2 separate regions of the Sus scrofa genome follow, and region 1 is linked to region 2. A link is a contact called in public Hi-C data. All regions are on one chromosome and are shown on one strand. The core of a region is the stretch at or near the end of the contact, and the rest is flanking DNA. Distances in the headings are between cores, read along the strand shown.

Region 1 (6,539 bases), core at 1,728-4,227, 450 kb after region 2:
AATTGGAGGTTTCAACAATCTCCCCCAACACAGGATGCCAATTTCAAGTACAGGTTGTTACCTGTACTTCTGACTGACTGGCTGTAAGTCAGAGGTTCTCATGACCCCCTCTTTGGGTTTGATTATCAGAGGGCTCACAGAACTGAGAAACATTTTTACATAATGGATTACTAGTTTATTATAGATGGATTTTATATAAGGAACAGCCAGCTAGAAGAGATGCATAGGGCAAGGTGTGGGGAAAGGGTGCAGAGCTTCCATGCCCTCCTGGTGTGTCACTCTTCCCACTTCTCCAGGTGTTCACCAACCTGAAGCTCTCTGAACCCTGCCCTTTTGAGTTTTGTGGAGGCTTCACGACATAGGCATGACTGATCAAATCATTGGCTATTGGCAATTGATTCAACCTCTAGACCCTCCCCTCCCTGGAGGTCAGTGGGTGGGGCTGAAAGTTCTAACCCTCTATTCACCTTTGGGTCCTTTGGTGACAAGCCCCAATTCTTAGGACTTTCTTAAAATCACCTCATTAACATAAATTATGTTGTGGTAGAAAGGGGTTTGTTATAAATAACAAGACACCCATTTCACCTCTATGGTTTTCAAAGTGACTTCAGGAACTGAGTAGAGACCAAACATTCAGTTTTAGTGGGGGAAGCAGGATGGCAGCAAATCAGCAGTGGAGTTCCCATTCACTTATCCCTTAGGAAATGCCAAGGGTTTCGAGAACTGTGAGTCAGGAGCCTTGGATGAAGACCAAATAAATATATATGAGAGATATATTTTATTCATCTGAATGACCAAATACATATTTTTTGCCTTTCTGTCTTTTTAAGGCTGCACCTGTGGCATATTGAGGTTCCCAGGTTAGGGGTCGAATCGGAGCTGTAGCTGACGACCTATGCCACAGCCATAGCCAAGCAGGATCTGACCTACACCACAGGTCACAGCAATGCCAGATCCCCAACCCACTGATCGAGGCCAGGATGGAACCCGCAACCTCATGGTTCCTAGTTGATTTGTTTCCGCTGAGCCACGACGGGAACTCCCTGTTGTTGTTTTTTAAAGTTTTTTGAAGTTTCCATTTCTTCTATAGTCATATTTTCTGTTTATCCTTCCCCTTCCTTCCCCCAGCCCCAAGCTGGAGACTTCTAACAGTCTTTGGTTGACTGTTCATATTAAGATGAGGTAGTTGGATGCTGATGACAAATCTTTAGAACTTGGGAGGGTCTTGTCAACTTGCAGTTTCACTCTAGGGTGAGTTTTTAGGAAACTGCCTATTGTGTCAGAATAAAGAATGCTTTGCTCTTAGTCATTAAACACTCTCCCCAAAGATTACGAATACTCTTGACTTCTAGCTTAGGATAAATGCTTAGCTATTTTATCAAAGGTAAAGGGAGGGTTCTGCTGTTCAGAGATTTTTGGTTTCCTTGTTTTCAGCCCTGCTTCTCACTCTTGCTCCGTCACTGTCTCAAAATTTGTTTTTCTATATCACTTCTGGCAGGGAGGTCTCCTTTCACGGTTGCAGTATCCCCCTACATCTATTTCACATTACGGATTCTTCCATTTTTGTTTTAATCAGTCTTCACTCACTTTCTGTGTGAAAAATTACAAAAAAAATATTTTGGTGGCTTCCTTCCCAGGTTCTGTTTTGTATGCTTTTTTTTCCCCCCATTCCTTTATTAGTATTTTAATGGGTCTCAGGAAGAAGAGGCAATTAATGCTAGTACTCAGCCAGCTTTAATTAAAAAAAATCCTAAATGTAGGTTTAAAAAGAGGTACCTGGGGGAGAAACAACTGTGGAATGGCAAAAAAAGAAAATTCCAAGTCTGTGATACTGACAGTATTCCTGTGTGTGTAGAACTTAATGCTTAGCATCTTACCACCTACAGATCCACAAAGGGATATGACAGATCTGAGCTATCTAGTTCACACCCCACTTTACAGTTAAGAAAAGTAGGACCTAGAAATAATGTGATTTTCCCGTGGTCACACAAGCAGAAAGTGGAAGAATAGAAACTGCAAAGATACGACGAGTCCGCTTTGCTTTGCTTTTACTTCACCATGTTAAAAATCGGGGGAGCAGGACGGCAGATCAGCAGTTAGATGAGGAAGATCTTGAAAAACAGTCAAAAAAGGTTGGCTTTTCATAAGCGAGTAGTCACATGCCCGAGAAAATGAAATATTTTAGGGTGCTTAACTGCAAGACCTAGTGTCCTAATAGTGGGCCGCCACGTGTGGAACGTACTGAAGGGGGCGACTGTCCAGCAGACCGGGAACCGCAGGAACCCGAGTGAGCCCGGGCGGGATGTGGATGCGGTGAGTGAGAACGCCGAGGGGAGGGAAAGTGACGGTGAGGTCCTGAGGCAGGGCAGACTGGGTAACTGTGGTAGAGACTGAGCCTGACTCCACCGCTCACACCCGCAGGCGCGAAATAAACCTAATCAGCGTCCCTCTCACTCTCTCAGCTTACCTACATCCTTACATTAACAGAGCGCGGTTCCAGCGGCGCTTCGGCACCTGAGGACTGGGGCGCCTGACGCGCGCGGCCGGCTGCCGCGTGGACCAAGGCGGCGGGTCTCGGCGAGCTCCGGACTTGCGCCCGCTTGCGGGCAGCCGGAGGGCCCAGGCCCGGAAGTTCAGCAGAGGCGGGCGAGAGAGCGAGCAACACGGCGCTCCGAGCCTCCTACCAGCGGTCCGGCCAGGATGTCCGCGACACGCCCGCGAGGCGGGGGCCCACAGCTTGTACGGCGCAGCATCCTACGGCAAGCGGGAGGAGACAGGCGCCACCCGCCCGCGCGGCGAGTGCGCGCGTGTGCGCCGCGGAGCGCGGAGCCGCCCGCCCGCCGGCCCCTGGAAGGCGCCCGAAGCCTGGGAGCTGCTGAATCTCTCTCCCAGGAGGCTGCGGGAAGGCCAGCGGGCGCGGCCAGCGGGGGCGGGGCTCTAGTGACGTCAGCCAGGGGCGGGGCTGGAGTCTCGCGCAGGGGGCGGGGCGCGATGACGTCGGGCGCCCAGGCCGAGCTGTGGCGGCGGTGGCGGCGGCGGTAGTGGCGGCGGCTCCCGGGCGGCAGCGGGAGCGGCAGCCCTGAGGAGGGTGAGACGGCGGCGGTGGCGGCAGCTCGGAGTCGGGCAGCGCCTGAAGCTTCCCGCCCGTCGCTGGCGCTAGGCCCCCGTGCTCTCCTCCGCCGGGTCTTCCTCACGGCCCTGGCCGGGGCAGGGCAGCGCGCCCCCGGGGAGGGCGGAGCCGTAGGTGAGGCGCGGGGACCCCTCCCCCTCCGCGCCCTGCCGGGGGGATGGGGCGTCGTGAGGGCGGCCCCACCCAGCCCACCGGCGGGCCCCACCCGGGCGGTCTCGGGGCGGCGGCGCCGTGGCGGCGGCGGGGACCGGCGGGGGCTGCGGGTGCCTGGGAGCGCGGGTGGCTGGCCCGCGGCGTGATGTTGCGGGCGAGGCAGAGGAGATGCAGGCATCGGGGAGCCCCGAGGAAGCTGGGGTGCGGTCAGGGTGGATGTGGGTTTTGGGTACCGATGTACAGTGGTGAAGGAGGTGAGGATTCTGGGTTTTTCCCTTCTGTGAAATGTTAAGGTAGGAGATGGTGGGATTCCAAAAGGGAGATGAGCAGTGGATGCTTGCTTGCCTTTGAGGCAGTTGGAGAAGATGTTGCTCTGGGTCTCACGTTTCTGCTTGAGGGTTTGGGGTCTTTTTTCTTTTTTTTGCTCCTGGCGTGGCTGGTGGGGTCGAGGAGGGAAGAAACTCTATCTGCCTTTCGCTCAGGGGGGATAAATTGTAAGCGTGGCTGAATTTGGAGTTTTATACCCTTCAGGAAAAGCGAGATCTTCGGTTAGGACAACTTCATTCTGGCAGCAACAGTAGGGAATAGGTCCCATTCCACTTAGTCCCTTAAAGGCGTTATCTTCCACTCTTTTTTTGTGCCCAAATGATCTCATTTTTAAGCTTTATCCTAGCCCCGTAAGAGAAGGCCTGAGGATCAGGTGGTTGCTTTGGAAGACACATTTCTGAGGAGTAGTTTGCAGGTGGTTGTTGTTGACTACTTTGGATGGATGAAATGAACAGTTTGAACAGTTCTGTTGGCGCTGGTTATATGAAAAATGTTTAAATGTTTTAAAGCCCAGTTTTCTTTTACAACTCATTTCTTAGTAGACCTTGACATTTAGGTATTTTGTGTTTAACACTTAATTATTAGAAATGATTTTTATTTCTCAGTTGCATATGTCTTTATTAGACACTTTAAAAGTGACGGGGATGTGGCATTCCCACTGTGGTGCAACAGTATCCGCAGTGTCTTGGGATCCCTGGGATACAGGTGCCATCCCCTGCCTGTCACAGTGGGCTAAGGATCCGGTGTTGTGGCAGCTGCAGCTTAGGTCAGAACTGTGGCTCAGATCTGATCCCTGGCATGGGAACTCCATATACACCCCCTCTCCCCCCGGGGGACGGCCAAAAAAAAAAAAAATGTGATGGGGCTGTAAATAAGCTATACCCCAATATGATTTTTTTAAAAAAGTGAAGTAGAATAATTTTTTTGGGTAGTTTCCTGTTTCTAAGAAATGTTCTTGGAGTCAGATGGTTTTAAATTGCTCTTTAATTACATTTTGAGGGCATGTGTCACTGAATAGGTGTTATTAAGAGAAAACACTGTTCATCATGCTTCACATCACTGTTTCACAACTTAGCACATTAAATCAATCTTTTTTTTCTGAATTTCTGCTCCCTCATTGATTACATGGGCCTTATCTATATCTATTGGTTAATTTATTACTTGCTTAGAAAACAGGTCCGCAGGAGTTCCCATTATGGCGCAGTGGAAACGAATCCGACTAGAAACCCTGAGGTTGCGGGTTCCATCCATGTCCTCGATGCTCAGTGGGTTAAGGATCTAGCATTGCCGTGAACTGTGGTGTAGGTTGTAGACGCCGCTTGGATCTGGTGTTGCAGTAGATGTGGTGTAGGCCAACAGCTGTAGCTCTGATTCGATTCCTAGTCTAGTAACTTCCATATGCTGCAGGTGCGGCCCTAAAAAGCAAAAAACAAAAACAAAAACAGGTCTGGTAATGGACATTTATGTAATGGATGGAAGTAGGCATGACTTTCAATAATTAATTTATGAAGGAAGAGAAAGCGTCATGAAATGGAATTTAAGCATTGACTTTCCCAAGGTTTATGCAATTTGGGAACATAGCCAGAGGAGTGCTTTCCTGTAACCCAAGAGAGAAATATACAAAGTGAGTGTCAGTAGTTGCAGATCACCACCTTTTATAACATGCTTACTTAATGAGCAGACTATTACCTTCCAACAAATACTTCTGCTTGAAGAAACTTATAGGAAACAGAAGATTTAATAGCTATTAGGTAAGAAAGGGTGTGGTCCAATTTGTAATTATAAGCAAAAGTTTTAATTGTATTTGGACAGATCAAATTATAAGTTGGTACACTAATAGTTTTGATTTTGGATTAGTCACTTAGAAGGGGAAATTAAAATTCACATAACTATTTTTGGCTTTTAAATTATACTTTGAGGAATTCCCACTGTGGCACACTGGGTTAAGAAACTGATCACAGCAGGTTTGATCCCCAGCCCAGAGCAGTGGGTTAAAGTATCTGGTGGTGTTGCCCCAGCTGCATCGTATGTAGTAGCTATGACTTGGATTCAGTCCCTGACCTGGGAACTTCCATATGCTATGGGTGAGGCCATTAAAAAAAAAAAATATATATATATATACACACACACACACACACACACACACACACACACACATTTCATTGGGTATGCATGGGAACAAATGTGAACTAAGGTACCAGATGAAACTTTGCGAATATATATTGCTAAGATGATATTTTCATGGCCAACAGTGGGATGTGACTCTTAGTAGGAATGCAGTCTTAAAATCTGGGGGAAAAGTGTAGGGTAGAAGTGATCTATTTCTCTTTCGAATTTCTCATCCCTGAGAAAAATGGTACATTTTATTTTTTGTCTTTTTGCCATTTCTTGGGCCACACCTGAGGCATATGGAGGTTCCCAGGCTAGGGGTCCAATCGGAGCTGTAGCCGCCGGCCTACACCACAGCTCACGGCAACACCGGATCCTTAACCCACTGAGAAAGGCCAGGGATGGAACCCACAACCTCATGGTTCCTAGTTGGATTCGTACATTTTATTTTTTGAAAAATATCACTTGGAGTTCCCGTCGTGGCTCAGTGGTTAACGAATCCGACTAGGAACCATGAGCTTGCGGGTTCCGTCCCTGGCCTTTCTCAGTGGGTTAAGGATCCGGTGTTGCCGTGAGCTGTGGTGTAGGCTGGCGGCTACAGCTCCGATTGGACCCCTAGCCTGGGAACCTCCATATGCCTCAGGTGTGGCCCAAGAAATGACAAAAAGAAAAAATATCACTTACTAGTCATTACTGTGATATCTTTGTTATGTATATATATATATATATATATATATATTTTTTTTTTTTTTTTTTTTTGCTTTTTAGGGCCGCACTTGCGGCACGTGGAGGTTCCCAGGCTAGGGGTCGAATTGAAGCT
Region 2 (6,046 bases), core at 2,181-4,680:
GTGACCCTGGGCCATTCTAGTGCCAGGTCTGAAGTGCGAGAGTGAAAGGATGGAGAAAAGCATGAGAAGAACCAGTGAATATCAGTTAAACTGATGTGATGATGGACAGACTTTGGTGGCAATATTATGCCACCAAAATTTGTCATCATGAATACCTCTGGACCTGAGGGAGGATGACAGCTAGCTCAATTAATGGAGAAAGGAATTTGGGTCTCAAAGTTTATCTCCTCACCTGCTATGGTGTCACTAGGAGTTGAAAAGGGATTTGAATAGGGAGTCTGAAAGCGGGGTCTGGTGTGAGGCAGCCACAGCAGGAAAGGGAACGGAAGGGGGAGGGAGTGTCCCAGGGGGTTCCTGGCCTCAGTACCCCTTCCCAGCCCTGCACTCTCACCATAAAACCGGCAAAGAAACCATCTGTTCAAGGTATAAGAACAGAGTAGGAGTGAGGAGAGGAGGGTGAAAGATTGAGAGGTACAGACTGATCTCTTTCCTTTTCTGAATTTCCTTGGAATTCACTCCTTGGACCAGAAACCCAACTTTTAAAGTGTCAACTTTCTATTTTAGTGTAATATCTTTTCTCAGCTAAATGGCACACTCCCTGTTTTGTAGCTCTTCTCGTTCCCGCATAATACACACTTCAAGGGTTTGGTTGATCGAAGGCATGGCAGTTCTTCAGGAGGGCCAGCCTTGAGGAGAGACTCGTGGGGCTGCCACCTCTCTCTGTCAGAGTACCGATAGTGGCTTAACCTCACATCCAGTGTGCTTGCCCCTAGTGAGAGAGATCCTGGTCCCCTGCCCCCTCCCTCAACCAAGCGTGTGCACTCTGGCCGCTCCTGTCCGGTCTTCTGGAGAGAAAGAAGAGGTGGGAAGTGCACCCATCTGTGGTTTGGACCTTCGCAGAGACATTTCCTTGGGGCTATTATTAGAGAATTGTCCTTCAAATTCACCCTTTGCTAAAGAACTACACTGAGAGTTCTGGGGGCTGCTGACTCTAGTCCAGAGTATCCCTTGCTAAATGGATGGTGTGCTGCGTCCTGGGGATGGACAGTTCCCATCTTTGAAGCCTTACGGAGAAGTTAGGAAACAAGACTCAAAGTGAGTGTGTACCTATCAGGGGGTGGGTACAGATCAGAGCATCGGTTCTGCGAAAGCTCCAAGGATGATGGGGCTGCTTAGGACTGGGCTGGTCCAAGAAAGCTTCATAGGCCTGAAATGGACTTTGAAGAAGGGGTCAGACCTGACCCAAATGAAAAGGAAAATGTGTTGGAGGCAGTAAATGAATTCGTTTTAGCTGAAGCAACTTTCACATGGTCACGCAAAGTTGGAAGAGGTTTTGGAAGATCTTGAATTCCACATTGACATCTGCATTTTATTTATTTATTTAGTTAGCTTTTTAGGGCTGAAGCCACCTTTGGCATATGGAGGTTCCCAGGCTAGGGCTTGAATCGGAGCTATAGCTGCCAGCCTATACCACAGCCACAGCAACATGGGATCCGAGCCGTCTGCCACCTACATCACATCTCATGGCAATGTGGGATCCCTAACCCACTGAGTGAGGCCAGGGATCAAATCCACATCCTTAAGGATACTAGTCTGTTTTGTAACCCACTGAGCCACGATGGAACACCCAACATTTTGCATTTTAATGGTAAGCACTAGGGAGTCATTAAATATTTTGAGGTGCATGGATGTGTAAAAAAAAATTGTAAAAACCTAGTGGTAATGGAGAGGATGGTAGGGGAATGCAGGTGGGGAGCCTGGAGTTGGGGGGGGAGTGGCAAAGCTAGGAAAAGTTACATAATCCAGTAGAGACTATAGGACAGCTGAACATCCAGCAAAAGTGGTAGCAGAGAGAGGGGGAAACAGCATTGAATTCTGTGAATTTCTGTCACTGAACATTCTTTGCATGTTGTGCATTTGCTTTAAAATATCCGGGAATGCTTGTTTGTTTGTTTTTGGCTGTACCCCTGGCATGTGGAAGTTCCTGGCCCAGGGATATAACCCATGTCACAGCAGCAATCCAATCCACAGCAGTGACAATACTGGATCTTTAACCTGCTGAGCCACCAGGGAACTCCCTGGGAATGCTTCTGATCCTCAGCTTTCCTCATGATCTCTTGGCCATTCTCTCCGGGAGAAAAATTGAAAAAGGAAACTGTACTGTTCACTGTTGAATGACCTCAGGCAGTCCGCTGTGCTCCTCTGAACTTTAATTATCTCATTTAAATCAGATAGTAATGTTTTACCTGCCTGAAGGCAGAGGACTGGAATTCACAATATCTTGATGAACTTTTTAACCTCAGGAGTGAGTTTCTATGTTTTGGGTTTTTTTGGGGTTTTTTGGGGTTTTTTTTTTTGGTTTCTATTTTTGTTTTTCTTTTTTTTTCTTTTATTATTATTTTTTGCTTTTTAGGGTCACACCCACTATGGAAGTTCCCAGGCTAAGGGTACAAACGGAGCTGCAGATGCCATCCTATGCCAAAGCCACAGCAACTCAGGACCTGAGCTGCATCTTCGACCTTCCCCGCAGCTCAAGGCAACTGCAGGATCCTTACCTCACTGAGCGAGGCCTGGTAGGGAAACCCGGTCCTCATGAATACGAGTCAGGTTCTTAACCTGCTGAGCCACAAGTGGAACTCCTGTTTTTGTTTTTTACTTGTAATTCTTCCTCAGAACTCTTTAACATCTACTCTCCCCCCCAAAGCTCTGTTATGCTAGTCTGGGAAAAACTACTTGGGGTTCACGCTGGAGTGCCATTATAACTCTCCCAGTGCCTCTTGGAGATGTGCTAAGGCTGGAGAGGAAGGGTCCTGAGATCCGACTTGGAAGAGGGGACTAACTGAATTAAGTGTTCATGGCTTCCGAACTCTCATTACCTAAAGCAGGGAGTCGGGTCATTGCAGGCCACGAAAGGCCCCCAGCCTCCCCAACACTCCCCCCACCCCCCCCCACCCCCCCCACCCCCGCCCCGGACGTCTACCCAGCTTGGACTTCACTTCGGCCAGGGGAGTAACTCTGCCCAATCTCCCTCAGACGCGGAGGCCAGATCACAACTCGCCCCCGCGCGCCCTGCGCACCCTTAGTGGGCCGAGGCGCGGGCGACCAGAGAGACCAGGGCTCGCAGTTCCCTTCCTGGCGCGGCTCAGGGGCGGGACCCACCTGTGTTCGGAGGCGGGGCCAGGCTGGGGGCGGGGCAGGTGGGCAGCGGCCGGAGCCGCGGGAGGGGGGCACGAGGAGGGGCGGGCGCACCTGGGGAGCCTCCTCGTGGGCAGACGCGGGAGCGAGCAGGGAGCGAGGAGCGGCTGGGCAGCAGGCAGCTAGCCCTTACCCCGGCGTGGGCGGGAGACCGGAGGGCCCACGGGAGGAACCAGGCTGCGCCGAGAGCCCCGGGCCGGCGCGGGAGCCGGGGGCCTGCGCGGAGCATGAGCCGGCTCCCCGCGGCGGAGCGGCCGGGGGAGGCGGCCAGGGCGCGGCGCTAAGATCTGGCCGGGGCTGGGGGGCGCGGCGCCATGGGGGGCCCCCGGGCCTCGCGGCTCCTGTTGCTCCAGCGCCCGGTCAAGCTGCTGCGAAGGCGCTTCCGGCTGCTGCTGCTCTCGCCCTGGTGTCCGTGGGGCTCTGGACTCTTTATCTGGAACTGGCGGCGTCGGCCCAGGTCGGCGGGAACCCCTTGAACCGGAGTAAGTAGCGCGGGCGCCGAGGAGGGTTAGGCAGGGCCGGCGGCTCCCGCGTCTGGGGGACCCGCCCCCCCAACTGAGACCGGGTCTCCAGGTGCCGGGCGCCCGGCGGGAGCAAGGCCGGGGAGCCGCGGGGCCGGCGCCGGGCTGAGGGCTGCGGGACGCCGGCCGGGTCCTTTATTTTAACCGGTCCTCCGGGAGTCACTCGCCTCCCCCTCTTCCCACACGCCACTCCCCTCCCAGCCCCTTCCTCTTCCTCTGAGTCCCCCCCCCACCACCACCACAGCGGTCCCCTCTCCTGGTCCTGGCCATCTCTCAGCGTGTTGTGTGCAGCCTCCGTGGGGCACCCTGCGGAGTGGGCTGAACCCCCAGAGCCTGTTCAGGGAGCAGCGGCCAGTTCAGCGGACCAAACAGTGGGTCTATTCCTGCTTCTCTTTTTCACTGAGCCAGGGCCGCTTGATTTTTCTGTGCCTTGGGTTCCTCCTAGGAAAACGGGAGAGGGGTGGTCTTTTTTTTGCCCTCTGACGGGCTTGGCTGTCTGAAAGCATTTTCAGTTTACTACTGATGGAGTAAAGTAAAACTCCCAACGCGTCAGGGACTGTGTGAAAGGTCGCTGGAAGAGTTGGAAGAAGGAGACACTCCTAGAACTACCAGGTGCCTTTCCCAAGGCTGAGGGGTGGAGGTTTATAATTCCAGGACATTGTCTGGAATTATAAACATTCTCCCTTTCAGGAACCCAGAGGAAGGACTGATGAAACTCTGCTGAGAAGATGCTCTAAGTTCTTGTGTCAGCTGCTCTGCCCAGGGCTGGGTGTGGTGCTTTGCCTCCTCTTGTGGCCAAAGACAGGGAATTACTAGGGTGGGTAATTGAGCTGGTTCAGGGTAGAGATAGATATTTATGGCAGAAACTCTCACTCTGTGGCAGTTGCAGTAACTCTGGCTGAGCATTGGAGTCTGAGATTCCATTCCTGGTTCTGCCACCAACTACCTGGTTGAGGAGTCCGGGGGAAGATGGCGGCTTCTTAGGTAGAAGAAAGCTGGACTAAATCATTTCCAAGGTCCCTTTCAATGTGGACAGTAAGGTTGTGTGATCTCCCTGCCTCTGCGTTTCCTGGGTCAGGGAGCTCAGCCCAGGAGGAAGGCTTTGCCCAGGCATCATCTCTCACTCTGGCTCCCAGCCTCTGCCTCCTCCTCAGCCATCAATTCCTGGGTCTGTTTGTTTTCCCTCTAGATGAGTTTTAACTCACTGACTGGGTTTTCTTATTCTTTGTTTCCTTTTCCAAGCTGACCCTTCTCCAGAAGAATGTTCCCATCTTCTTATTCCAAAATTGGCTTTCTATTTCCCTAACTATCATTTTTAACCGGGGCCCATACCTGGGCACAATGGACCACTCTTATCCTCTTTGCATCCTCCTAGATCCCTGAAGCCCACCTGCTGTCAGGGTGGCTTTTCATGCTGGGCTGACCCATTGTGTTCCACTCTTCCCTTGATTTCTTTTTGGAATAAGATTTGGACAATGGCTCTGGTCTCCCATCCTTTGTTTTTAAGAAGTTCAGACAAGGTGTATCAATGTCTTCTCTTGTCTCATAGGTTTTACTCCCAGCTGGGCTGTTCCTCTGGAGGGCAAGCATGGGAGGAGGAATTAGGATGTGAGGAGTTGGGGGTGGGGGACAGGGAGCCTTCCTTCTTCTACAGCCCAGCTTACAGCAGCAACCAGAACCCTGACTTGGCTCTGTTTCCCAACAAGCCACCCTGCCTCTCTCTGGCAGCCCCGGCCAACTCACTCCACCACCAGCCTTCCTGTCATCTCAGAGCCAGCCTCTGTTACCAAGAACCCTTCATTTGCCTGTCCCTGTGTGGTGGGTCACTGATCTGGCGCTAGAAGAAGTGTGTGGAGAGGTGGCGGTTACAGACTCCAGGGTGGTAAAGTAATGACAGGGGAGTGTGCTTCCGGCTTCTTCATGGAATAACCCAGTAGTTTGATATGGTGATATGCAATTTGGGCTCCATATGTAGAAAAAGATACAACCACAATTGGAGTAACTTCAGAGAGAAGCCACCAAAATCATTAACGGATAGAAAAATGGGTCCCTTGACAAAAGAAGGAGAGCTCTTCACTCACTCAAACAAATATTTGTTTAGCACATAGCTGGAGCACGGCATTGTGCTGGGTCACTTAGATGTGGTGATGACTTGCACTCCCTTACTGTGGTCTCATAGCTTTCTCTGTACCGGGGGGTTGGGTGCATATATGAAAATAATCGTAATTCGAGACAACCATTATGTTTGACAAAGGTAGAAGTAGACGTTGCTGTGACACTTCTGGAGATGGGACACGGCTCTTTGAACTAATATTTCATGGAAGTGGTGA

The links. A called contact is a pair of places that touch in the nucleus more often than the background predicts.
Region 1: a contact with region 2 is called in a Hi-C map of epiblast stem cells, with 1.4 times the contacts expected there. The contact joins the promoter of ERC1 here to the promoter of B4GALNT3 in region 2. A contact is called at or near these places in 1 of 5 promoter capture datasets (fetal liver) and 1 of 47 Hi-C or Micro-C datasets (epiblast stem cells).

What each region holds. Positions count from the first base shown.
Region 1 is chr5:68,220,745-68,227,283 of Sscrofa11.1, forward strand. It overlaps ERC1 (ELKS/Rab6-interacting/CAST family member 1), which reads left to right and starts at 2,978. Exons shown (of 20, transcript XR_002344310.1): 1 at 2,978-3,244. It also overlaps a transcript of RAD52 not described here.
Region 2 is chr5:67,768,917-67,774,962 of Sscrofa11.1, forward strand. It overlaps B4GALNT3 (beta-1,4-N-acetylgalactosaminyltransferase 3), which reads left to right and starts at 3,431. Exons shown (of 22, transcript XM_021092495.1): 1 at 3,431-3,585; 2 at 3,588-3,677. The coding sequence starts at 3,510.